Linked DNA regions of Zea mays: region 2 is linked to region 1. The links are chromatin contacts, called in public Hi-C maps. All regions are on one chromosome and are shown on one strand. Each heading gives the region's core, a stretch centred on a gene start, on an enhancer-like site or on the middle of the called end of the contact. The rest is flanking DNA. Distances are from core to core; before and after follow the strand shown.

What was found. Hi-C and Micro-C count contacts between places; a contact is called where the count stands out from the background.
Region 2: a Hi-C map of ear shows a contact between it and region 1, with 2.0 times the contacts expected there. The contact joins the enhancer-like site here to the promoter of LOC100281967 in region 1. A contact is called at or near these places in 2 of 25 Hi-C or Micro-C datasets (ear and tassel).

What each region holds. Positions count from the first base shown.
Region 1 is chr7:124,193,430-124,199,805 of Zm-B73-REFERENCE-NAM-5.0, forward strand. LOC100281967 (transcription initiation factor TFIID subunit 10) reads right to left here and starts at 3,278. Exons shown (of 7, transcript NM_001408037.1): 1 at 3,176-3,278; 2 at 2,893-3,054; 3 at 2,745-2,809; 4 at 2,545-2,607; 5 at 402-459; 6 at 246-296. The coding sequence starts at 3,036.
Region 2 is chr7:124,860,931-124,867,306 of Zm-B73-REFERENCE-NAM-5.0, forward strand. No RefSeq gene overlaps it. Among protein-coding and RNA genes, the nearest start is that of LOC103632796, 29 kb to the left of the region's middle. Within about 2 kb of position 3,186, at least 17 of the 20 cell types and tissues checked have an H3K27ac peak or open chromatin away from gene starts, as enhancers often do. A contact at or near this core is called in ear and tassel, where this site is marked.

The DNA.
Region 1 (6,376 bases), core at 2,028-4,527:
AAATTTGTGAGGAGCAAGAGCATATCAAACTGGATCTACATAACTGTGTAAGTTTAAGAAAACAGTGGGGAGATTCAATTTCAAGTCCTGAAAAAACAGTGTCTAAACCAAACAATGTGCTCCTGACTGATTTTAAGAAAACAGATCTACCCAACTGGTTGGAATACAGAAGATAGTAAATGGTAAGCTGCTGCCAACAAAAATAAAAATTTGCAAACTGCAGAACTAAATGGAAACGTAGTTACCTCGCGCAAAGCTTTAGAAAGATCATCCATGGTTAATACAAGACGTCTATCCTGAAAGTAACATTTTTTAGGAAAAATGTGATAAGTAATCAGTAAGGATACTAAACAAGATTTAACGCTAGGAACACGAAAAGTTCAACTAGTGAGTAAATACACCTTCGGCTGTTTGCTCTTATTGTCTTTGATAGGTGCTGCTACCCTGGCCTTGCAGTGCCTAGTTCAAGGGAAAGAATAATGTAACAGCAAAGTTAGTACACACAAATACAGTGTGTATAATACATATCGCTAAGAAAATGTTAAAATAGTTTGTTATATAGTGAACAGTAGAGCACATCATACACTGACAAAAAAAACCAACAAAATAAGACCCTGGCAAACTTACGCAATATAATCCGAAAGATCCCATCCTCCCCGCACAATGGATCTGTTTTTCCACGGGCTTTGTAAATCACAATGCCTTTCAGGGTTATTAAGACCCCCTCCCCTGGACCCTGGTAAATAATCAGCTTGGCACCTGTTCTAGTCATTTAGCAATTCCTGCAGCTCAGTTGCCATAGCTGTCTAGGCTAAATGTGATTGCCAGATTGCTGACTGCAGAATGTGCATTTCAGGTCGTGTCAAACTAGGAGCCTCTCCAGCAGGCGCTAGCCTGCTGCCACTACAACCTCAAATCGCACCTTGCTAAGGCACATGATGTGATACATGAGCCTATCATGATGATTGATTAGGTATCCTTCAGTTAATTAGGTATGCTTTTAATTCGTAACTCATGATGATGATGATACCAAAAAAACCCTAATTGACCTGTTTCCTAATTTTAGTATGCTTTAGTTATTCATCACTTGATTAGTCAGACCACATAAAGAATGAGCCATTGGTAATATAATTACAAATAACAACAACAAAGCCTTTTAGTCTCAAGTAAGTTGGGATAGGCTAGAGTTGAAACCATACAGGTTTAGGCACATGGATAGCTGTTTTTCATACACTCCTATACAAGTAATATAATTACAGAATCTCCGCAAAATCAGGCATACACTTTGTAAGTGTATCTTGTATGTTTTTTAAAAAACTTTGAAGATAATTGCATGTTACACAGTTACTCAATATAGGGATATGTTTCATTTTTTGAAAAAGTAAATGATATGGAACATAAAATATGTAGTAAGATATATAATGTAGAATAAGAGGTAAATACAAGCATCGATGGGCCACATTAACTATTAGCAGCCACCCCACTAACTCATTAGAACCCAATTAACCCAACAGCCCATAAAGCAACACCCTACACTCTCCCCTCAATCCCTAATCCACCAATTCCTCACTTGATGCTGTTTGCCTGTTTACATCAGTCCTTTCCAATGCCGTCTTTGAGCAACGACAAGCCTGGCTGCCCCAAGAGCACACCTCCCAGATTGAGGGCCAACGCCACCCCTTTTGAAATAGAGCTCTACTCATGCAGATTGTGCACTGGTGCTGCCCCCTTCAGATCGAGCTATACAGTTGACCAGTGAAGATCTGCAAGACCACAGGCGCCGGAGCCAACAGAGATGGGCGAGGGCAGGTGCAGGTGCAGGTGCAGCCTTGCCTGGTTCTCTTCATGCTCTTCCTTTCTTTAGCCTCTCCTTCCCTTCCTGTATCAATGGCTCCAGTGCGCATATACATGGTCACCCCCACATATCCAGCATACTCCCTCCTCTCCCTTTCTATCCAGATGCGCCTACCACTGCCTGAAACTTCTCCTTCCTCCCACTTTTTCCGCTTTCCTCACTTATCTGTGCTCTCAAATTGACCACCACTGCCGTCACCTTCCAGATTGACTGTGTCACAGCTGACCGGAGCAAGTTCTGTGCCAGCCACTGGTGTTGGATCCAGCAGGGATGGCAGCAGCTCGGGTTCTTGACCTAGATGCCCTCCCCCCCCTCTGTCTCTATATTTATATTTGATCATGGCGATAGGGATGCCTAGATTTCCAGCGAGCCATATCACGTAAGCGGCACCTTAAAAACCATGTCTCAATGAATAATTTCATTGGGGAGGGATTTTGATTGAAGCCTAATAAACATAACCATGTCTCGATGAATAATTTCACAAGTACATGCAATTAGGGAGGGATTTTGATTGAAGCCTAACAAACTTGTTCAACCAGACAAAAACATGGAATTGCAGTATTGCACAGAAGATTTGCATTCCCATGGAATAAAAGAATGATACTGTTTCATTCATGAATATGCTATCATCATTGAAATTAAGAAGAGAATCCTTTACTTTGCAATAACGAGACTATGAATTTACTCACTGAAGAGAATCGCTAGCAATGTCTGATAGGAACTTCTGGGTGGCTACAGCAACCAGTCTCGTTCTGTAAAACACGAATTCAGATTATGTGTGCAAGAAATCAAGCAATTTGTGTTATTAACTTTAATCCATGGCACTGATCAGATCTCAGCTTACTATTATCCATCAGGAAGAGAGATTGGAAAGAAGACGAGCACTCACAGGCGCAGGTCGGGGCAGTGGAACCCGCTGCGGCCGAGGTAGTGCTCCACCAGCTCGTCGGGAATCTTACGCGCCACCGAACCAAGCATCAGGGTTAAGCCGCTGACAGAAAAGTAGAGAAGGCGAGAGGGAAGCGGCGGCACCATACCGTGGGGGTGTAGTCCATGAGGGATGAGAGGAACTCGGTGAGCGCAGCCTCGTCGTCGTGCCGCCCGTCCCCCCCTCCACCCACTCCCGTACCCATGCCCCCTCCAGGGCCTCCGGCACCGCCGCCACTGTTGTTGTTCATCATCCTGGACCTCACGTCTTGCTGCCTCACTGCCCCCACCGCGCAAGTTGTAACAAGAGGTAGGAGCCCGAATAAACGGCGAGGAGAGGGGCAGCGCAGGCAAGAACGAAGGCGGGCGCTCGTGTTCGGCCGCCTTGCGTACCTGAGGCGATGGCGAGGCACAGGGGCGGCGTCCGTGAGTAGAAAATTGGATTTCTCCAAACAAACAATGTGCTCGCACTTTTCCCAGAAAAAATTAGATTTTTGGACTCCAAAGCATATGTTTCGCTTCATCTTTTTTTTTTTTTGCCATTCATAACATTGATTTCGTAAAATCAAAACGTATCACACTTGTTTTTAATGTTATTTTAGACGTTTTTATCCTCGCATGAATACGTACAGATGCAATACACAGAATGGTATAGAAGAACAAAAATATCCAAAATATTATTAAACCCAAATGTAAATGAGTCTTATTTTTATAAAGTCAATATTACAAACAGAAAAAGTGAGAAACAAATTATTTAAAGCATGAAATCCAATTTTCTCACTCGTGAGGCAGGGTAGAGGAAAGGTTGAAGAAGAATCTAGCATGTGTTTGGTTTCGGAGGAAAGGTTGAAGAAGAATCCTAGCATGTGTTTGGTTTCGAAACGATGTGGGTCGGGTCGAAGCTGATCCATTTTTCTGGATTGGATCGGACTCGTTCCTTCTTTGGTTTCATTGACAGGTCAAACCTAGTTTCTTATTTGATTACAAGGTTAAAGTGGATTGGAGCTGCATCATCTCTTGTTTGGTTTCGTGATGAGGGATGAACTGAATATGATCACCTTCCTGGTCATATTACCACACTCGGGATTATATCTTCAATTCTAAATGAGATGATAACATTCAAAATAAATGAAACTGGCACTATTTTAGTATTTGAGAGATCCATAAGCACAAGATATACATAAATTAAAGCCCTTATTAACCAAGTCATAAATTTTGAGTGATGAGGTCTCATTGTTACATTTCAGTCATAATAAAAGGAACATCACAACAACATCAAGATGCATTTCAGTAATCAAGTTCAACTAATAGTTGCATTTCAGTGATCAAGTTCAACTCATTGTTGCATTTCAGTCTAACAAAAGCTACTTCTCACCATCACTAACTATTACAAACTAACAAAAGTTACTTCTCACCATCAACTCAGTTACATTTCAGAGAATTTCTCAGCGATGAACATTGTGATCTAATGTAATTTGTGCTCAAATAGTCGGTTGTAGAAAGCTTTGCCGATGTGAGGATTGGCCACCAGATGAGCATAGTAGAAAGATATATGTGTAGAATTGAAACTAGGCATTTGATTCAGCATGTCAAATAGATGACTTGGCAGCTCATTATCAGGCTTAGCAACCAATTTACTTGTTCGACGACAGCACTAGTAAGGCTCGCGGGCTATGCTTGCTGGAGAACACGCTGGCACCGGAGGACAGGCCGGCGGGGGACTGATGGTGGGAGACACAGCAGGCCAGCGGGGGAGTCTGACGACGCTGACGGAGGCCAGCACGCTAGAGGGCAGGCTAGTGAGTAGAGATGGCAATGGGTACCCGTTACCCGAAACCCGGTGGGTTTTTGCTCTATTAAGGTATGGGTTTGGGTCAATTTCTCTACCCATGGGTTTATTAATGGGTTCAAATGGAAACCCAACGGGTACGTGGGCATGGGTTTGTTCTTCCACTACCCATACCCGCAAACCCATGGGTTTCTAAAACCCGCCATAAAATCAACATTCTTTATAAATATGACTCATAATATTATTAATTGAATATGTTCTAATTGAAATAAACTTCATGTAACAAATTTTAGGCTAAAATTAGTTATCACTTGTTCCTCTTATGCTAGCTTATTAATGTATTAATTGTCATTTACAAGATGAATTATTTTTTATGTTGATGTTAGTGGGTATGGAAAACTCGTTGGGTACCCGAAACCCGCATGGGTATGGGTTTGGGCAAAATTTTATACCCGTCATGGGTATGGGTTTTTTAGCGGGCGTATTTTTTCTTCGCGGGTATGGGTTTGGGCAAGTAATACCCATTGGGTTTTTACCCATTGCCATCTCTACTAGTGAGGGACTGATTACGGGAGGCACGCGGGGAATTAACGTCGGAGGGTAGGCCAGCAGGGGTCCCTCATCCCAGAAGGATGATAGTGGTGGCGCACCCCTGTGCTGGTCTCGAGTGGATAATGCATGGGTGACAGGAGGGTGGAGAGGAAGTGAGTCGAAGTTGTTCGCTTGTTTTTGAGGATCCCTAGAACCTGCATTTTCAAGAAGTATTTCGACCCAGAACCAACCTAACCCATGAGCCTTTTGAACCAAACGCTGATTGTTGTAGGTTGAACTCGTTCCAACCCACATCAACCCGCTAGCCAAACACACGCCTAGAGTCAAAACGGTTCGACTCGGCTTAGCTTGTTAAGGAATCGAGTCACACAACCAACTCAACTTGGCTCGTTTACAAGTTCGAGCTAGATCGTTTAGCTCGCGAGCCATTAAAACCATATACATATATAGAAAACAATATAATCAATTACTAGTTAATTCTAGACCAATTTAACACTAGAAAAGAGTAATAATACTTACAATTTAACGGTGACGCCTAAGAGGGGGTGAATTAGAACTTCTAAAAACTATCTCTAAACTAAGCCACAAATAAATTCCTAGAACAAAACCTATGCAAAAAGGCAATCTAAAATGTGCAAACTAAGTTTTGTCTAAGTGTTGTTATATCTACCGTAAAACCTAAGTTCCAATCCTAAATATTCTAACTAGAATGGAGATGTTGAAACTTAAGTACTTAATGTAAATGCGGAAGGTAGAGATGCAAACTCCCGTGAACGATGCCGGTATTTATACCGAGGTATCCGGAACCACGCAAGGTCCCGACTAATCCTCGTTGATGCCCCTACGCAAAAGGGTGGTGTGGGCCAAGCACCACAGTCAAGTAACTTCGTAGAGAGTCACGAGCCTTCTCCACGCGCAAGTGGTGCTCCGCTTGCGGCTCCTCTCGATCGCTTCCCGTCGTCTCCACTATCGAGCTTATGGCCAAAACACCATGGGCCTCGTTCCCACCAGTACACGGTGGCGCCCGTGACACAAACTTGGTTGTCACGGTTTCACAAGACTCTTGCCCCACTCTGTATATTATTACAACGACTAACGCAAGAGCCGAGGGGTTATGTGAGTTTTTCTAAACTCACTCAACTAAATAGGATTCACCTAAAGCAAGCGCATAAGCGGTCTAACTAACCTAACCACTTCGCAAAAGCATCTATGCTAATCACTAAGTGATTCTATTAAGCACTTGGGTGTTTGAG
Region 2 (6,376 bases), core at 1,936-4,435, 670 kb after region 1:
TTTGAACTAACACTTAGTTCAAAATATGTTGAATTTTATAATCTGGGTAAATTATAATCTTAAACAAACAAGCCCTAAATCTGACCTGATTGTCCTTGCTAGCTGTAGTGACTTGTTGGCCTCACGTTTAGTATGTGTCATATCGAAAGTTTGAATGTCAAATATAAGTTTTGAATATAGTCTAATTACAAAATAATTATATAGATAAAGACTAAATAATAAGACAAAATTTTTAAGCCTAATTAATCAATAATTAACAAATGTTTATTGTAGCATCACATTAGCGAATCATGGATTAATTAGGCTTAATAGATTCATCTTATCGTTTACATTTTATCTATATAATTAGTTTTGTGATTAAATATTTTAATACTTCTAAATAGCATCTAAATATTCGATGTGATAGGTAGGGATGGCAACGGGTATATACACGTCGGGTAATAACATTCCATACTCATATCCATCAAAAAAAGTTTACTCATCGGGTTACCCATATATGATCACGGGTATAAAATCTTACACATACTCGTACCCGCGTGGGTATTTTTACCCGTTGTGTAACCCGTATCCGCTAGAAAAGTCTTAAATTCCAATATACCAACCACTCAAAATATTAAATAAATATACAAACACAACTTCAACTTCACATATAACAAATCATATAAAATCATATGATTACATAACTTGGTATCTAAATAAATGATTGCTAAAGAAGGGTTTTATTTTAGCTAAGATGTGGGTATATTTTACCCATGGGTAGACGGGTATGAGTAGTACCAACCCGTACCCGTCTACCCCAAAGGGTATATGTTTTTACCCATTAACATACCCGCAGGTAGAGAAATCATCTTGTACCCGCCTTCATATCGGGTAAAACCCGTCGGGTATTCGAGTTTCGGTTACCCATTGCCATCTCTAGTGATAGGTACTAAAATTTAGGAGGGACAAACAAACTGGGCCTGTAGTGACGTGCGTTCAATAAGCGCTTGATTGGTTTACTGCACCTGCACACCCAGTCCCACGCGAGCCTGGCCGGCCAGGTACGATCATTTATGACGTATGTGCAGATGCAAATAAATGAACTTACAATGACTTATTTTGCATCCACTCATGCAACCACCTTTCCTCGTGTACAGATAACCAAACAGACCGCTCAGCTAAAGTCAACACACGCGATGATTCAGGATGGAATGGTGCGTGTGAGTCGCTCTCGGTCCAGATAAAATCTCATCCTCATTTTGGCAGTGACTGCATTCGGTAACACGAGGGATACCAGAATAGGTTTTAAAGAACGATAAAAGGCCGGTGCCTGCCATTGTCGTCAGTTCGATCTTATCTTCTCGACCTCTTGACCAGAGACGTCTTCTGACAGCACGTGTCCAAACACAGTTAGCAAAAAATATGGGGCGCCACTCATGACCCTTTTCAGGCTGGAGGTGGGTCTCCACCGCACGGATATACTGTATGCATGACCAATATAAGATTGAGGGGGGAGTGCACTAGTGCAGAATTAGACAGTTTGACAGTACGAAACCCGCAGAAATAAATACTGTATTTTCTTTTAGCTATAAGCTCAAGAAAATTATGAGTTAAAAAAATCCCGGTCTCTTTTTTTATAACTTGCTCGATCGTTCATTCTCCATTAGCTTATAGAGTGGTATTAAATATAGAGCGTTGTGCTGTCGTACGGCTTTCTATTGTGTTGGACTTAGCCACTTTGGTGGTTTGTCACGGTCTATCTGTGGACTCCTTGCCTTGTCGTGTGTGTTGGGTTTGGTGGGTTCTACGACCTATCTATAGTGTAACAGTAACGATTCACTAAAAGAGGGAAGAACATACCTACGTCTAAATCCTAAATCCTAAAGGTTTCACAGGCGTGATGCAGGATGACTATTGAAAATTGGTGCTTTATAATAGTATAAATTTTAACTAACTACGTTTGAAGACACGCTCAGACGTAGCTGAAACTATCGAGAATTTTTAGAACGCGTCGACTCCAGCGCACACTATGTACGCAACCTATATCTCTACACGACAAACATATATGGATGTGTTTGATAATTTTTTTGGTTCCAAGGCAATACTGTAGTATCTGAGAATACTACAGTACTTTGGACTAAAAGGTGTTTGGTTGCTCATCCAAAAACTCTGCATCTAAAACTGTTAGGAACGAATACGACGCAAAGAAGCTCAATCACATAGAAGACACAGATTTAACATGGAAAACCCCTCCAAGGCGAAGAGAAAAAAATCACGGGCGCCGGCCAGCAACAATCTCACTAATTTTCGGGTGGTTACAGATCGCAGGAGATTTACAATGAGATGACTATCTCCTGCGGCTTACAAAGATATTTATAGAGGTGAAACCCTAAAACGAGTAGGAAAACGATCCGTACCCTCCCCTCGGTCCGGCCCAAGCCTCCCGACGACGGGCCTCCGCTTCGCTCGCCAACTTAGCCGTCTTCTTCAGAATTTGGATCACAAACTCAACAAAAACCATGGTTTTGCTAGTACCATAATATATATTTTTTTGGAGTAGTGACAACTGCCTGTTTGAGAATGCAGTTTTGAAATACTGTAGTTTATAGATACCATAGTTTACAATTGTACATGACATAAATACTACGGTATTGTTTTACCACAATAAAACTACAGTATTGCTCAAAACCGAGATATGTTTGGTTCTATTGGAAAAACAAAGTATATGTAGAGAGAAGAGAAGAAAACTGAGGTCCTGAGTGGAGTTTCGAAAACTCCAAAAATACCACAGTTTTACGTAAACCATGGTATTTAAAACTGAGTTTTGCCTGTACAGACCAAACACCTTTTGAGCTCCAATACTATAGTATCATTAAATACCATAGTATTGTTTCAAAACTGCAAAAATACTACAATTCCAAACAGGGCCTACTTGACTCTGCACTGCAGTTTTTCTTCTGTAGTATGGCAATTAAGAAGCAGCATCCGGCGCTACTATAGTTTTACTGGAGTAAAAGTATGTATGTCATGTGCAGCTGCAAACCCTGGTATTCCAAAAACTGTAGTATTGAAAGCTAGCCCTACCAAATTAAACAGCGCGCTACCACCGGCACCGTGGACCGAGCTACGTACCAGCTCGTTCGTTACTGTGATTAATTAACCAGGAGCTCTCACGCGGGCACCGCCGCACAGCAATCAAATCATGGAGCCTAGCTTTCGCTACTGTGCCTCCTATCCTAGCTACCACAGATATATAGGTCGGCATCTCAGCTGGACCCATGCACGCACGTTTCGATTATTGCCACGTGTGTAAATGTGTCGACGGCATCGCGCGATATATATGCTGCCCACGGCCGGTCTCGATCTGCCCTCGTCGTCAAACAGTGTGCTACTGGACTCGATCGATCAAACGTAGGTATGGCGTGGCGACGAGGGTGTTTAATTTGTGTCCGTCAGTCGCTCGTCCATATATAGCAACAGTAGTGTGTAGCAGTACCAGATTTCTGGGCAGGCGCAACGTGTGCATCCATTTATGGTGTGTTTGGTTTAAAGAATCACTACATCTAAATTGAGGTGGTGCATCATGGGTTTATTCCTTAAATTTGGTGGGATGACACCATTCCTCATATTAGTACTAACTAACTAATTATGAGGAAAATAAAAATAGTGATCTCGCCCTAGTAAATAGTGAGGAGTGAGAAGATGATGAACTAGCTCATTACTCAAACCAAACACCCTATTAATTTGCTGGTGATCTCGCCCTAGTAAATAGTAATGTGCTCTGTTCACTGTCGCCAGCTGCTCGGCATCGTTGTGCGTGCTATAGATGTCATTCCACCTTAATTGGGCCTCGTATCCAGCCCAGTCCAGCAATTAGGTAGGCCTCCTCCAAGCTGAAGAAAGCGCCCAGGGTCTCGAGTTTTCCATTGAAGCCCATGCCTCAATATATCCTGTTTTAGTGGCGTTTCAGATGCACACAAATGATATTGTGCCTGTGTTTTTATTTGGAGAAACGGGAGCTTCTCGTCTGCCACACCGCTACAAGTTCATGATGACTGGGCATCTGCCTGTTCACAAAGTTTATCTTTGGCTCGGGGAAATCATCATGCCAGGTTAATTAAGGGATAAGATGTTCTTTATTTGGGCTCTTGTTAAACGCAGATTTCAAGGTTCCTGGATTGCTACGTGAAAAAGAAATTGAAAATTGGCCTGTAAATTAATTAGGTATTATATTATGCGGCGTGATCAAGCTTCTGGTTCCTCTGATGTAACTTTTCAAAGGGCCTCACTTGGCTGTCATCTCCTAAAGTTTAGTAGTTAAACTTTTAGTGATTTTTGGTTCTTAAATTGTCAAACAGGATGACTAAAGTAACCCTCCTAAAGTTTAGTCCTTTAGACACCATGGAGTGACTAAACTTACACTTTTACACGATTTGTCGTTACTGTTCCTCCCAAGAACTAGATCATTTATTTTAAATAGAGACAATCTTGTCTTTATACGTAATATTTAAGCTATTGATTCTTGGCCAACCAGACATACGTCACATCGCCAATCTACCAGCGACAATGCGGTCGAGCACACGCAAGTCTATCTTGTCTCCGGACCGTGTACGCCATATCATGCCATACAAGCAGGGTGGGGAAAGCGGGCTACACCATGGCTCAACGCCATCGTACAGCAACGAAGGAGGACGTTGGCAATGTGGCTGCTGATGGACTGGTCAAGTACCGGAAATGGGGCAAGCCTTACCTCGCTGCCTGGCCGGAGCTACGTCGCCGTCGCCAAATGTAATACCTAAATTGTAAGGAAATATGAAAGGAGAAACAGTTTTTCTTTACCCATGTGTGCGTTTAATCTTTATGTACCATCACACATGAACACCATACTTAAAAACAAATAATTAATAAAATATATGCCAATAAATCATGCATCATGCCGGATTTTATTTTATGTGTATTTTGTGACAACATAAAATAATTTGAACAAGAAATATATTAAATTCCCAAAATAGAATTTAGAAAATAAAAGGAGGTTCTAGAATTTAGAAAAGAGAAAGGATATAAAATATATATCTATAAATATCTCCAAATTTGGTACTTCTAAACTGCACAAATATGAGTTGTGAATAATGAGCCACAAGTTTTGAATTTAAGTTTGAATTCAAATTGAATGTGGAAATAAAGAACAATAAGGAAATAAAAAAAGAAAAACGGTTAACTGCGCTGGTCACATTTTGGCCTAGCTCCCTTCCCTCTTTCGCGCTTCGCCAGCCCAACTAGAGAAGTGGTGCCGATAGGTGGGTCCATCTAGCTAGTCTCTCAAGCGGCACATGTATACTTTCACCCAGCCAATGACACGCGGGCCCCTTCGCTTAGCCCTCTCAGCCGCGGGTGGACGCTTTCTGTCTGCCGTGTGGGACCGGCTGGTCAGTCACGATCCTCCACCTCGGTCGTGGCCGTCGTGCCTGGACCGAGATCCTCGCCGTGGCGACCGGAACGCTCCCTAAGACTTTGGCATCGGCCGTTGCACCCCTGCCGCCTGGCGTAGATATATTGTGAACACGCCGCTCCGCGCGGTCTGTCCACCATAGGAAGCTAGCGCCGCCGCGACCCATGTCGTGCCATAGGAGCCGCCGCCCTCGAAATCGCGCCACACCCATCTCCGGCCCCGAAAAGCCCTAGGGGGAGGTCCGTACCGTAGTGTTGTGCCCTCTCGACGCGTCCTGGCGGAAGAATCGCGATCGATTGTGGGGGAATTTCTCGCCGACGTGTGCATCTGTCGTGGGTCCGTAGTTCATCGGTGCCTAGGACCCCTACTCTGCAATTTCTGGTATGAGATGCTCATTTGTATTCACCTTGACCCACTGTACCTTCTGCGTGTATTGGAACATAGGATTAGGTCTCAATTCACCGGATGGCTATCACCGGTGAGGGGCGCGGCCGCAGGAAGAATCGCTGCCGTGGTCAATTCCGGTGGAGGTAGGAGACGAGACCTGGTCCGTTGATCTGTGACGAACGGCTAGGAGTTGCATACAAGGAGGTTCTCAGGTTGATTTTACTGCGATGGCGGTCAGACGAGGGATTCTTGCAAGTGCTCTTCCCATAAACTATAGCGGGTTTTTGGAAGCTAGTGGAACTTTGTAAAGGCCTCGTAGTGTTGCCCTGCCTCGCTTCCTAGGTAGAGGTGTATGAGAGTCGCGATCCCTTGGCAGATGGGTAACATGACTTGTGGGTAAAGGGTACAACCTCTGCATAGTATAAAACTGGTATACTAGCCGAGCTCACGGTCACGAGCAGCTCAGGACTCGCATGATTAATTTATGTAACTTAAATTCAATTTTGTCATTTGCATATGCATGGGATTATTATTAATTTTGTTCTATTATTTTTATTAAGG